Linked DNA regions of Rattus norvegicus: regions 1 and 3 are each linked to region 2. The links are chromatin contacts, called in public Hi-C maps. All regions are on one chromosome and are shown on one strand. Each heading gives the region's core, a stretch centred on a gene start, on an enhancer-like site or on the middle of the called end of the contact. The rest is flanking DNA. Distances are from core to core; before and after follow the strand shown. Region 1 overlaps Aopep (aminopeptidase O). Region 2 overlaps Aopep (aminopeptidase O). Region 3 overlaps Aopep (aminopeptidase O).

What was found. Hi-C and Micro-C count contacts between places; a contact is called where the count stands out from the background.
Region 1: a contact with region 2 is called in a Hi-C map of Schwann cells, with 5 times the contacts expected there. The contact joins two enhancer-like sites.
Region 3: a Hi-C map of Schwann cells shows a contact between it and region 2, with 5 times the contacts expected there. The contact joins two enhancer-like sites. A contact is called at or near these places in 2 of 12 Hi-C or Micro-C datasets (the A7r5 cell line and Schwann cells).

The regions. Positions count from the first base shown.
Region 1 is chr17:1,875,589-1,880,119 of GRCr8, reverse strand. It overlaps Aopep (aminopeptidase O), which reads left to right. Exons shown (of 17, transcript NM_001012346.2): 12 at 1,183-1,251; 13 at 1,352-1,426. Among named protein-coding and RNA genes, the nearest start is that of Mir23b, 58 kb to the right of the region's middle. Within about 2 kb of position 1,494, at least 56 of the 93 cell types and tissues checked have an H3K27ac peak or open chromatin away from gene starts, as enhancers often do. A contact at or near this core is called in Schwann cells, where this site is marked.
Region 2 is chr17:2,049,013-2,053,574 of GRCr8, reverse strand. All of the region lies in intron 3 of Aopep (aminopeptidase O), which reads left to right. Among named protein-coding and RNA genes, the nearest start is that of Aopep, 82 kb to the left of the region's middle. Within about 2 kb of position 2,349, at least 22 of the 93 cell types and tissues checked have an H3K27ac peak or open chromatin away from gene starts, as enhancers often do. A contact at or near this core is called in Schwann cells, where this site is marked.
Region 3 is chr17:1,844,364-1,848,560 of GRCr8, reverse strand. The region is part of intron 13 of Aopep (aminopeptidase O); the gene reads left to right. Among named protein-coding and RNA genes, the nearest start is that of Mir23b, 27 kb to the right of the region's middle. Within about 2 kb of position 1,415, at least 54 of the 93 cell types and tissues checked have an H3K27ac peak or open chromatin away from gene starts, as enhancers often do. A contact at or near this core is called in Schwann cells, where this site is marked.

The DNA.
Region 1 (4,531 bases), core at 245-2,744, 170 kb after region 2:
TTATCTGTTTATATGTGTGTGCTTCCCCGCTTTCCAAAGCATTAAGTATTTCTATGCATTCCCCTTAAAGCAGGACAAAATCGGATGCGATGGTTGTACACGTGTGTAAGGTCATCTTAATACGTGTTAAGTACTTAGCAAGTGGGTATGCATTTTTGCACCTAGACAGTGAGGTACAGAGCTGACTGCATCTGCTTATGTTCTAGAGTTTTGTTTTGTTGGTTTTGTTTGGTTTACATATCTGGAAATGTAAACACTACTAAGAATCCCCAACAGGCCTGTTGTCTATTTTAGGACATAGCCATCTTTAGTGGCCACATGAGGGTCCGGTTGTGTTTGGGAATGGAGGGTACAATAAAGTTTTCCATTCTGGTGTCTCATTAAGCAACTCCTCTTTGTGTAAAGTACTCCATGGCGAAGTTGCTTCTATTTAAAGTCCGGAGTTTGATCTTGCCTTTGATCTAAACCTTTTGATCTTGAAAGAAGGATGGAGTAGCAATAAAGAGGGCCCGACAGACTTTTTTTTTTTTTTAAGAAATGTGATAAAGTTAAAGGGCAGCAGAGTCGGGCAGCAGAGTCAGCCAGCCTCTCCTCAGCCCGGCTGGTGCAGAGGGACGGAGGAACATGGGGCAAGTCCATCCTTAGGTGTGGAACAGGAGGGCCCCCTTTTCAGGTCCATGGTGACGCGTGAATAAGGGACTCCCTATTTCACCTGCCACCTGCCACCTTGGTGGTGCCGGTAGAAAAGTTGCTTCCCCTCGGAATCCCCGGTTCAGGGTCCCTCCAACCTGCAACCTGAGCCTCAGACTACACCGGGGGATTGATGGATGGATGGATGGATGGATGGATGGATGGATGGATGGATGGATGGATGGATGGATGGATGGGTGGGACGGGTGGATAGGTGGGTGGGACGGGTGGATAGGTGGGTGGGTGGGTGGATGGGTGGATGGATCTGTGGGGCGAGGTGAGTCCGGGAGCAGGTCCAGGCAGAGGGTACTTTCTGAGAACAATAACAGCTAGGACCTGGGCGCCTACACCTTTAAGGCAGGCCCCGCCCCGCCCGCTCCCGCCTCGCCAGCCCGCCTGCTCGCTCTCCCGCCCGCCCGCCCGCCCGCCCGCCTGCCGAGGTGTCGCGCTTGTGGCTCTGGGCTCCGTGAACTTGACTTGTTCTCCCCGCAGGCACTGCAGGAGGAGCGCAAGGCCAAGGACTGCTCGCCGAGTAGGCTGGTACGGCAAGTGGGCTCCGAGGTAAGTGTGGTGGGCAGAGGTGACAGCAGTGCCTGCTGCTCAGGTGAGGTGGACACCGGTATCTCGGCCTGCTTTAAATGCTGTTGGGTTTTGACTTCAGGTGGCCAAATGGATTCGAGTGAACCGAAGACCCGGAAAACGCCAACGAAGGAAACGTGAAGCCGCCTTTGAAAAGGTAGGAGGCCCTGGAGAGTGCTGCTGGGAGGAGCTCCTGTGTGCTGCCTGGTGCCCAAGATTCGGTGTCTGCTAGCGATGGGGAGTTTGTGCTTTCTGCAAGAAAGCTTTACCAGTGTGGGAAACAGATAACAGTGGTGTCCGACTTGACCGGGATGGGGGCCTGTCACGTGCTCCTTACACTGCAGGGGTGCCCCCGAGAAACGAAAGCTTCTTCCAGGCAGACCCCCACAGGCAGGCATCAGCACATGGGCCCACAGAGCCAAACCCCTACCAGGAATCCTGTGGGAACTGGCGACCGGCTGTGTGAGAAGTGGGCAACTTCAGACACGCCAGGACCAATTTTCCTTTTCACTCAGCATTCTACCTCCTGAATTTGGAATTTTAATAGTTACTTTGTAGACTTTGCTTGCTGCTTCCCGTCATGAATGCGTGGGGTTGAAACTTGTGATAAATATTTTGAAATCAGGTGAGTAGCCCATTAGCCCCTTTTCTTACTTACTGAAAAGGGGACAAATGTTAATGACATGTTTTGGTTTTGTCAATTTTGCTTAAATATACTTTTGCAGTTGGGCCGGTGTGGGGGGGGTTATAGCACTAAGGGACCAAAATAGCGGTGTGTTGTTCTGCCGCTGGGATAGATGATGAATCACTGGGCTCTGAAGCCAAATCCTTGCTGATAGCTATGCTGCCAGCTTCTGTGTTGCCTTAGTATGGGCATCAGGCATCTGAGAACGTGCACAGAGCTCACAGTAATGGTGATGTGGAGTTTCAGTATGCACTTAAGGACACTCGGGGCCACTTGGAAGAGACCTGGCGAAAGAACTAGCTAGGCATATTGCTGCGGACATGCAAGGGCCCAAACTGTGTGAGAAGTGCTCCCCCTCCCAGCCTCTAAAGAGCAAGCTGTGTGTGTCAACTCAGTTGAGCAGTGGTAAGAAACAAGTCTTCTAAGCAATGGATCTGGAGCCGTACCTTACATGCTAGGCAGGTTGTGATTGTGGTTCTCTCACAACTTAGGTTTCTTTAAAAGGTTTGTGACTAATGAATGAGATCATAAAATAGCTAAAGAGTGAAAAGCCTTCTGGTGTGCCTAGCGCTTGAACGAATGTTTGTAGGTATAGTTATTAAACTGGAAATAAGACCAGCCACACGTGGAAAGGGGGAGACGTTGCTATTGAGTACTTGGTATTGCCACGATCAATCTGAAGCAGTGACCGTCTCTAAAACCCGGGAGGCTAACAAAACACAGAGGCCTCCACCTTCCACCACAGCTCTCCCCCAACCAGGTCTCCGCTGTGCCCCAGTAGGCCTACTGGAAAAGCCGCCCCTGAATTTCTTCCTAGATAATGTGGGTAGTGATTTTAAAGAACTTGAAGCTGAATTGGATGGCCTTTCTTTCTAGGAGTGCAAGGACATCCGGTGTGCCCAGAGACATGTGTTTGTGTGGGTGTCCCCACCCCTTTTTCCCAGGTCCAGCCCCAACATGCACTTTCCCTCCCATACCTGGGAGAAGTGTCTGACAAGAAAGGTGGGCACCGTGAAGGGCCAGGTGAGCAGTCCAGGTCTGTGACCCAAAGGCATTAGAGTGCAACCCGAAAGGCACAGAACCTAGGGATCACTGAGGTGAGCATTCAACCCAAGCCTGGTGCTAGGACTTGATCCTGTTGCTGGTGGGACCTTCAATAGGTCCCTCACTGTTGATTCTGATAAGCTGCTGAGCCTGGCTCATACCTTAATAGCTAGCACTCAAGAGGCAAAGGCTTGAGTTTAAGGCCAGCCCGGTTTATATAGTTCCAGGACAGCCAGAGCTGTGTAAAGAGATCTGTCTCAAAATAAAATAAAAAGGAAAACAAAATTAAAAATGTCTACTGGGCCATAAGCAAGTTAACACATGTGTCCTTTCCGTGCCCCACTGTGCATGTTTCTGCTTTACTAATTTAGCAAGACTGAAATAAGAGTGTATGTGTCAGGCGTGCATGTTCTAGACCTAGCTGCTGTCTGCTCCTTTGTCTTCTTTGTCCTTGCCCTCTCCCCCGATGACCAGCTCCCTCCATATTCTCCATTCCTCAAGTGTCCCGCACCTTCAAACTCTCTCAGGAGTCAACCCAGGTCAGACTGGACTGAACTGGACTAAGTGGATTTGGTTGAACGGGTCTGGTCTGTGGGCTAGATCCAAGGGACTTTGGCTAAGTGGCCTGTACTGACTATGGGAGGACTGCAGCATTTTCCTTCGATAGGCGAAGGCAGCTCTTACTGCCTGGTGAAAAACAGAACTGACTGGATATCTCGAGAAAGGAAAACAGCCATGGCAGCGGGCCAGACTCAGAGCTCTGTGGAAAGAATGTCATTTTATGGGAGACATTTGTTTTCCCCTTAAAGAAATCGTCTTAGTTGCTAAATGGTGGGCACAGTCTGATGGAGCTTGAAATACTAGCTGAGAGTTTCAGCTAGAAAAGCAGTGCAGTCTGTCTGCGAGTCGAGCTAAAGGAACAAGTTACTGTGCCACCTCACCCTGTAAGTGACTGGAGTGCTTTCCCGACTGCCCTGGCCTCATGTGGTGTCTCTCGCTGCCATTCCTATTACCAGGGAGCCATCTTTATGGACTTCCATCACTCTCCCCTTTGCATCTCCTTGGATGTCCCTTGCCGTTCCTTTCCATGTTGTCCTAGCCCCCGCTCTCTGCCGTGAATGTAACCAGACTCCCTCAAACCCGTGTCCTCACTCCTGCTCCTGGAATATTTCTCCACCCACTCTGATACTCTTCCTTTTTCTGTTATTTCAAATGCTTGTTATTTAGTTTGAGTAAATTTGGCTACAAAAAAGCAAGAACCTGTATGGCAGGAAGACGGCAGTCCTGGGCTATCTCTGTGGGGCTGGTTAGCACTGTGATTCCAACAGTGAGGAGAAAGAGAGAGAGTGTTAACAGTAATAGCTCTTGCTACAATGATCTATTACTGGCTTTGGAAGAACACATTAACTTTTACCTCAAAGGTAAACAAATTGTATATCACCATTATAGAATAAGAACTAATATTTTAAGGTGTGTACATGTGAAAAAAGTTTAGATAACTTCAACATTCCAAGAACTAAAATACATAACACA
Region 2 (4,562 bases), core at 1,100-3,599:
TACATAGCAGGTATGTAGAAGGTAGCATTTCTCTTTCTTCTGGACCACAGTGCTTCTGCCAGCATATGGTTTATTCGCCATTCTCACTGGTATAAAATTTTGTTTTAGATTAGACATTCATGAATGATTGCATGCAAGGCATTAATGTTTGTCTTCTGACCAACCATCTGGAGAGGTGGTGTTCAGCCCACTGATGTCCTTTGTGTTTCAGGGGAGCTACCCATCTACATTATAGTCATGTACATCCAGGGAGATCTGGTAGACTACACGCCAGTCTTCCTTTAGGGAAGCCATGAACCCATGGGATGCTTGCAATCTACATAGCACCTCTCACTTCAGCAGGTGGCGCTCTTTTACCTTTGAAGGTTATTCTCTCCCGATCTCCTGTGTCCAGGGCTATACTTCCTGCAAAGAGAGAGACCTGAGACCTTGTAGGGTGTCCTTGGCCTGTGAAGCCATTGTCTGGCCTGGTTAGGGAAGACTGGTGGGCACTGGCCCACCTGATGCCAGTTTCAGCCTTCAAACAACAGTGAGGAAGACAGATGTGGACAAGGCAGTGTCATAGGTGCCAATAGCTCGTAAAGTAGGTCATGTAAACACAACATCTCAGTAGGAACAGAAAGGATGCTGGGGTTTGCTGAAGCACCTGGGGATGGAGAAGGATACCATGAGGGGAAGAACAATGAAATGGGGAGCCTGCATCCCTTCCAGTGTGTACATTGTGCTTACGTGTTTCTGTGATATTCATATTTATATACTGTAGTTACACACTCATAAATACATGCATTCCTATATAGCTTGCATTGGTAATGGTGTTCCCAAAGCATTGCTGCCATATGGAATAGTTTGGGCAGGAAGTTCTGAAGAAGGGATTGTGGCTAGAGAAATAGTTTTAAGGTAGGAAATACATTAGATCTGGAGAGAGAAACATGATATGTCACATGAGAGCACACTAATTAGACATCACTGAGGGCTTCATTCTGTTTGTCTACCCTGCAGCAGAAAGCGTCCAAGGTTACATGAGTGCTTCCAGTAGGAAGACTTTGCATGTCTTTCTAAATTTTCAGAGAAAACAACAATTTCTTTTTTAAATCTCATGTATCTGGCTGACCTTAAACTGTTTTTTGTTTATTAATTTTTATTCTTGTTGTTATTTTTTAATTGAGACAAGATCTCACGTTGATCAAGCTAGCCTCAAGCTTGCTATGCAGCCAATCATGATCTTGAATTTGTGTCCTGCCATTGCCTTTCAGGCGCTGTTTAAGTGGTGCTGGGGATTTAACCAATTTAGTTTTCCTATATGCAAGGCAAGAACTCCGCCAACTTAACAACAACATTTTGCCACTAACTCTTTAAATATCAGGCATTCTTGCCTGTGCAGAAGTAGGGTTGCCTGTGGTGGTAGCTGCCTTTGGAGTTTCAGTGATGTGCCAGGTATGCAGGACTTGACTACCCATATACCACATTAGCTTATTATTGCTAATTTGTACAACCAAAATGTGACTTCAGGACTTTGATTTTTCTAATTTTTTCATTTTATAAAAATGCCTGTCTCAAAATAGTGACGTTTTCACAAGTGTAAGATACAGAGTCACACTCACATCCCCTACTCCCCTGCTCTTACCCACCAAGCCGAGGCTGACTTTGCCTCTCCTCACTGGTACTTTACTCTGTCCTTATGAGGAGAGTGCCCAGATCTGGTCTGTGACAGTTTTCAGAGCAGTGAATGAAACAGTGACTGGAGTGATGGTGTTAGTTAGCATGCCTAGGTCATGGTGTACTTACTTTCAGAAGTAAATTCTTACTGTGACGTATTTAGTGTGATGGGCATTAAACCCAGAGCTCTGTGCAGTTACATGAGTACTCATAGCTGAGATGCATCTGAAGCCAAAACCAACCTTTTAGATCATCTCTTTTGATTTGAAAATCAACCCCTTTCACGTCCTGTTATTCTTTCAAAATCCAGTTGTCTCTAAGGAAATTTTCAGTCCTGTTTTGAAGATGATAATGTTTATTTAGGTCTTATTTTAGCTGCTGTCATGCTTGTAAGACAGATGTCTCATGGCACAGCAGCCTTGTGAGATTATTGAAATAAGCCTCCAATATGTTCTAACTTAAGAAATGGTACAGGGTTAAACAGTGTAAAGAGTTCTGGTCTCTGTTTGAGGAGGGCTCATAAACCCACAGTTATAGAAGCTGTATAAACGGGAGGGTGAACCAGAGAAAGGGAGCACCATTAATGTCGGGCATCTCCACAGCCCCCATTTCTGCTGCCTTGTTAATGAGTCCAGGCCTGGCTATGAAGTCATCCAGGAGAATGACAGGCTTCTGGCTTCTACAGAGGAAAAACTTTGGGCTAATGTAAGTACAGTGTGTTTTCTTTGTTTTGCAGCTGGTCCTGTGAGGGGGTTGGGTACAAGCGAATCGAATAAAAAGGAAAATGAAGGCATTCACTGTCTATTTCGTGGAGGGCAGCTCACTGAAAGTAAACAGCATTTAAATAGTCTCCAAATGGCCCATTCTATATGAAGTCATGCAGGATGCCCCCTTTGGGCTGTCACTCTCCTTTAAATGGACCACTTTGTGTGCACTGCGTTTGAATGCCGTTCAACCTTAAACCCCAAACATGGGCCTCATCAGGTCATGGTTTCAGGGCACATGTGGCAGCCATACCTTCAAACATCCTGCTTCTGCCTCCAGAAAAGTCATCCTGAGTGGCCGGCCAGGGGAGGCAGCTGCAGAGCAGAGTGGCTCAGATGATGACAGCCCAGTGACAATGACAGGGACAAATGCTGTGGTAGCACTGTGCCTCATGACTTCTACTGCTTACCCACTTTATTCCTCACATGGTTCTGTGAGGCAGGCATGATGATTGTCCCTCTAGTACATGTGAGGTATCCAGAGATACTAACATACTCTAGCTAGCAGGTACTGAGCAGGAACTGGACCCTAAGTGTCCAGAGCCAGCACTGACTCGTGGTTTACTGCAAAGAAATAAACCCTGGGTGGCTGGGGAGATGGCTCAGCGGTTAAGAGCACTAAGTGCTCTTGCAGAGGTTCTGAGTTCAATCCCCGGCAACCACGTGGTGGCTCAAAACTGTCTGTAATGGTGTCCTCTTCTGCTGGTGTGTCTGAAGACAGCAACAGTGTACTCACATACATAAAATAAATAAATAAACAAAACAGAAAGCAAGAAACCCTCACCAATTCTGTCTACAAGGAAGGCTGCGTGCAAATGGCAGGCTCTCCGAATATACGCCCTGCCTGCTGCCCACGCAGCACTGCCCTGGGTGTAGGTAGATTCTGCAAGGCTCACAGTGCACTGCCCAAGAACAACACAGAAGAGCTTTTGATTCCTGGAGAGAATTCTGGAAATGCCCTCATGGTCCAAATTAAAAGACCTTTCCAGGACACAGGAAGTTCCCCCACAGCCCAAGGCTGGCTCGAACAAGATGCAGACAGAGGTTCTTGAGAAGCTGCTTTCTAAGAGTTCTATGAATCATCCAAGGCCTTTGGAGCTAGATCCCTGAGGGCCAAGCAGTCTGTGTGCCCTGTGATGCTCCCTTGGGCGACCAAACGTTTTGTTTTAAAAGCCTGAGGTGTGAAAGAGTCTCTCCCAAGCAAGCTCTCCAAAAGAGAAAATGCAGAGCCTTCATGGCTGTGCAACAGGAAACTGTCTGCCGTTCTTGAGACACAAATGCAAGTGCAGACGTCCAGACAGACGCTCAGATTCTGATGTCTTCGTGGCACTTGTTGTCGTGTGGGACAATGTTCACTATGCTCCTATTGTCCCCAAAGTAATAAAATAAAAAATTAATGTGATTTTCAATACATTAAAAAACAAATAAACCATTCTTTCTATTGTTTTAACTTCAGAGAAGACCTTGAGGAAGCAGTGGTGGCTTCAGCTGTCTCTGCTGGACTTCAGCAGGCTCTCTGTGGCTTTCACTGTCTCACCTGAGATGCATAGTGTTGTAGCTGCTAACTTTCTCTACATACTCCTCCTATTGCTGTCGCCTTGTGTCCTGTAATGCCGTCGACACCTCACCTTGAGTGCTAGGTGAAGTATCATGTGATTGGCCCTCTAGTTCTTGGTGACCTTAGAAGTGGTTCCAGTACCTGACCACCCAGGCGTCTCTCAAACTAGACAGATAGTAAAGGAGCAGGTCAAAGGTCGATGCTGAGCACTGGCAGAGAGGCTTGGTGGGCACAGCATTTCGATTTTCCTGCCTACTCCTCATTCTAAATCCTCCTTCCCACTTGAGTTGTATTTTATCATTTATCAGTATCTCAAGACTGAAAGACATCCTCTTTCTGGGTGTGGGACTCTCCTTTGCAAGCTCAGTTAAGACAATAGTAGCCATGGGGTTAGGGCCAGGCAAAAGAAAAGGAGAGATTGCTATTTTTTATAGTTTTTTTAAATTTCTTTTTAATTTTTTTTCCTGGATGGTTTTTGTATTTACATTTTAAATCTTATCCCCTTTCCCGGTTCCCCCCCTCTCTCTTCCCCCTCCCCCTGCTTCTATGAGGATGTTCTTCCTCCCACTACCCACTCCCACCTG
Region 3 (4,197 bases), core at 166-2,665, 200 kb after region 2:
GGTATTAAAGCATTGAGCAGAGTTAGATACGCTGACTTTGGTTTGCATTTGTTTTAACTATTTCTTTATACTGTTTAATCTAGAAATTATTTGTGTTTTTGGTTTTTGTCTGTTTCTTTGCATACATCTTTTAAAAAGACTTAAAATGATTGCTACACTTAAGGTTTAAACTGTGCTTAGCTGCTAAACAAAAATGGTGTTTTGTAAGAAAATAAAATGCTGTATTAATTTTCCATAGCCGTGTACCGTTAGACTGTTAGACCCCTCATCTGAAACTGGAATATACCCTAGTGAAAGCCTGGAAGGAGACAGAAACTGTAATTAACAAAAAATTAAAAATTTTAAAGTCTATTGTGGGTGGGTCCCACTGAAAGACTTGTATAATGTATTTGTGCCAGGTTGTTTAGGGTCAAGGTTTTTATTTCTTCCTCCCAGACAGTAGTTCATTGCCTGAAACTTAAAAATAAAATAAAAACGCTTCGCACAAATACACCCTGTAAGCTTGGGGACAGTTCTAAAAGGGTGCAGACGACTTAGATCAAACTAAGACTGGCATGTGGCAGGTACCAGGCAGCCTTCATGCGATGCCATATTTTCTGTACGCATATTTTATGGGTATGGTTCTAGTCCCCGAAATTTCACTCAGCATCTAAAACTGGAGTGAAATTTTAATACTTAAAATTGTTAATGGGTTTCTGCCAGATGTATTTTGCTTGTTTGGGGGGGAAATCCTTATGGTTTTGTTTGTGACGATGTATCTTCAAATGCCAGCTTCTCCTTCCTGGAACCTAACTGTGCTCACAGCGGTAATCACGTTTGAAGAGGCAGCACTAGGGACCGTGGTGGAGTGGTTCTGTTGTTCGGATTTATCCTCGTGACCAGACTGCCAGTGGTGTGTCCTGGGAGTGTTTCTTCTCATCAGAGCTTGTGGCAAACCCAAGAAACTTATTCTGGCATCTCTTTATCTCTTTCCCCTTCCTCTTTCAGGTAACTGTTGTTAAGGATTTGGAGTGAGAGGTCGGCAGTCGCCCCCACCCCCACACTCCTAATTAGCAATTATGCAGATTGTTTACTAGAAACCGGCTAGGCAGCTTATTCCTCTTCTGCCCTCCCTCCTAGTCCTGCACGTTGCTTCCTGGTGACCCAGGAGCGGTTTTTTTTTTTTTTTTTTTTTTTGCTCCGCGGGGAAAAAACAGACTGTTTTTCAACCGTTGCTTTTACATCCCTGTTATAGCTGGAAAGATCTTCACCGGAAGTGTTCATGGGACTCTACTTTGCTGGAGGTTAAGCCCAGTGTAATGAGGGGGCCTCACCTTAGTGAATTGTAGGAAAAGTGCCGTGTTAAGCCCGCCTTTGTTCCCATTTGAATCACAGGCAGTACTGGGACTGGTCTGCATCTTGTGTAAGTGCCGGGCGGGAGGCGAACATCTAATTAGTGGAATTGCGGGGGGCGGGGCTGTCAGGGCGGGGCAGCCTTGTGGATTGGCTAGCACAGAGGGGGCGGGGCAAGCGGCCCTTATCAGCCAGTACACGCAGGTGCAGGTCCCAGGTCAAGGTAAGGAGATCACGGCTCCCTTGTATTCCCCTGCACCCTATCGGGGATTTTGCTGCTTTGTTCTCCCTTGTTGAAGGCGTCTCTACTCAGGGTGCGTTCCAGGGCATCGGGATGAGGGCGTTTCTACCCGGAGTGCATTCCAGGGCTACGGGGATTATAGTTTCTGGCTTGTCCTGGAGAAAAGATCCGCAAAGAGACTCCCTACCCTGCGGCACGGAAAGCTTGAAGGACACTCCAGGACGAAAACAGCGGCAAGGTGGCTGGTTCTGCCTTTGTCTAGGAATGGTCAGCAGGTTAAATTGAGGTTCTGAACAGCTCTGCTCAGATGGAAACTCAGATCAGAGCAAAGGACGCACTCTTCCTTGACTTTGACGGCATTTGTTTGCGTTGCCCTGCGGTGCACAGTGTGTTCCTTGTATTTCTGCCTCGGCCGTGGTCATTCCTCGCAAAGGTCTGAGTTAAGAAGCTAAGCTGGAGATGAGCAGGGGAAGTGGTTCTCAGCTTGTGGTGTTAAAGTGAGTGATTATAAAGTGAGTAATTTCTGGGTCTCCTCACTTTGAGGGATCTGCAGTCACTCTTTTTTCAGATTATTTGTTTTCGTTGGCACTTAATAATTGCACACATTTAGGGGTTGGGCTGTGGTGTATTGATTCATGTATTGTGTAAACTAGAGTCCTGCCTGACTTTGGAATAATGACCGTTTTAGTTGTCGTGTTGACAGCAAAGTGATGGTGAGAAATGAGAGTGAGTGCCGTGGTGCCTTGTTTTTAAAGTTTCTCTTTTAAAAACTCAGTTATGTAATTTAATTACGTAGGAAAAATTTCTCTTAAGGAAAACTAGCTTCATTTCTTTCTCTTTAAAAAGGATAAAAAAAATTGGTAGTTTTCAAGATAATTCATGTAGTTCCGTTAGGATCTGTGGGAGAAGGAAGGTCTCCTCGGGGATAAAAATAATCAGAGCACTTAGAATGCATTAACACTTCAACAAAACAATGGGGACTTTTCTAAATGGGCCCATTGTACCTATGCAAAGTGAGACACAAGCTGGCCAGAAGCTGAGCAGTTTTATTTTTGTGAAAATTTTAGCAGTGACTTGGTGCCCTTGTGATTTTAGGTGGCAGCTGTCTTGGGGTCACTAGCGTTCTTGATGAGGAAGAGACTGCACAGCCTTAAACCCACACCTCACTATTGATTGAGCATTCCACGGCAGCACAAAGACTTCCTGAATTTCCTAGCCCGGGCTTTGTGGTTGCAGGCCATACCTGCCCTGCATCCAGCCTGGAGCTCACTATGGACCGAAGACCTGAGCACTTCGGGGCCATTCTTAGGCTTCCTGTATGGGGGTGGGGGGTGGCCTCCGTACTTGCCAGTGTTTGTTCCTGACTTGCTTGGTCACTGTGTGTGGAGCATGGCTTTGGATAGGGAGACTTGGTGAGGTTCCTGTCCCATATGTTGCACGCACATCGCAAAGAGCAGCTTCTTCCTTATAACAAATGCTGGTCCAATACAGCCTCCATACCCTTGAGGTTTGCAAAACAGGAATATGTAGCCTAAAAGCCCAAAGCCCCTTTCTGTGCCCCCCCCCCCCAAGTTGTTCATTTCTTCCCCTTGCATGAATATTCTTGAATTTTTCAGAGTTGATCCAGGGTATAAAATGCCCACACTGGAATGAAAGATGGGGTCAACCCTGTAAATCGAGACAGCCACACTGGGTAGCAGTGGGACAGTGGTACCTAGCAAGTGTTTGATTCAATAACAACTGCGTGCTTTGTTTTCCCAGCAGTAATTCATGAAGTAAGATTTGGCCCCCTCTTGTAGCACCCTGCTGTTTGTCTGTACTTGTGGTTGGCTGTACGTACATTAATGATACAGAAGAAACCAACTGGCAAACTGTAGCCATCTGCCAGAATCTGTGGTAGTTTTAGATTTGGGAGGAAAGACAGAAGAACATTAGAAAATAAAATCTGGCCAGAAAAATATTTATGTTGTACAGCTCCTTCTCCTGTGAAGAAAGGCCAGAGCCGGGGCGAGGGGACATTATTTTTTGACTTCAGATGAACAGCTTAGGGTGAAATTCATTTCGAAACTGTTTCAAACTGACTACCCACACCTGAGTGCGTGAGGCGCACCTCTCTGAGCAGTGGCTTCTCTGGGCTTCCGCTGCCTCTCTCGTCCCTCTCATTATAACCGTGTTTTTGTGGCTTTGTTTTTTATGCTAAATCTTAATCCTTGTTAGCAAGTTTAACATGGAGGCCTGGCTTGTTCCTCATGTATAGTAGTCCAGTTTCTTCATCAGTGGACCCTCATCCTCACTAAGCCTGGTCCACTGCATCCGAGACATCAGCATCACACCGTACAGAGCTGATAATGTTCTTTTAGGTCAGAACATTTGGACTTGAATTCTCTGAACTGTTCTACTGCAGAGCAGACCGTCTGTTCTGAACCTTTGCCTGCCTCTGTACATCTGCTCCCAATAGATCATTCACACCATTAAGTTGCTCATTGATGACTCTTCTTGCAGACGTCGTCCCTGTTACTCTATCTTGCCATGTTGGATACTGAATTCATCTTAATCATTTGACTATGAAATCTGGGAGCGGGTGGGCACGTAAAACATGTGGATTCAGTCCACCATAAATCCCC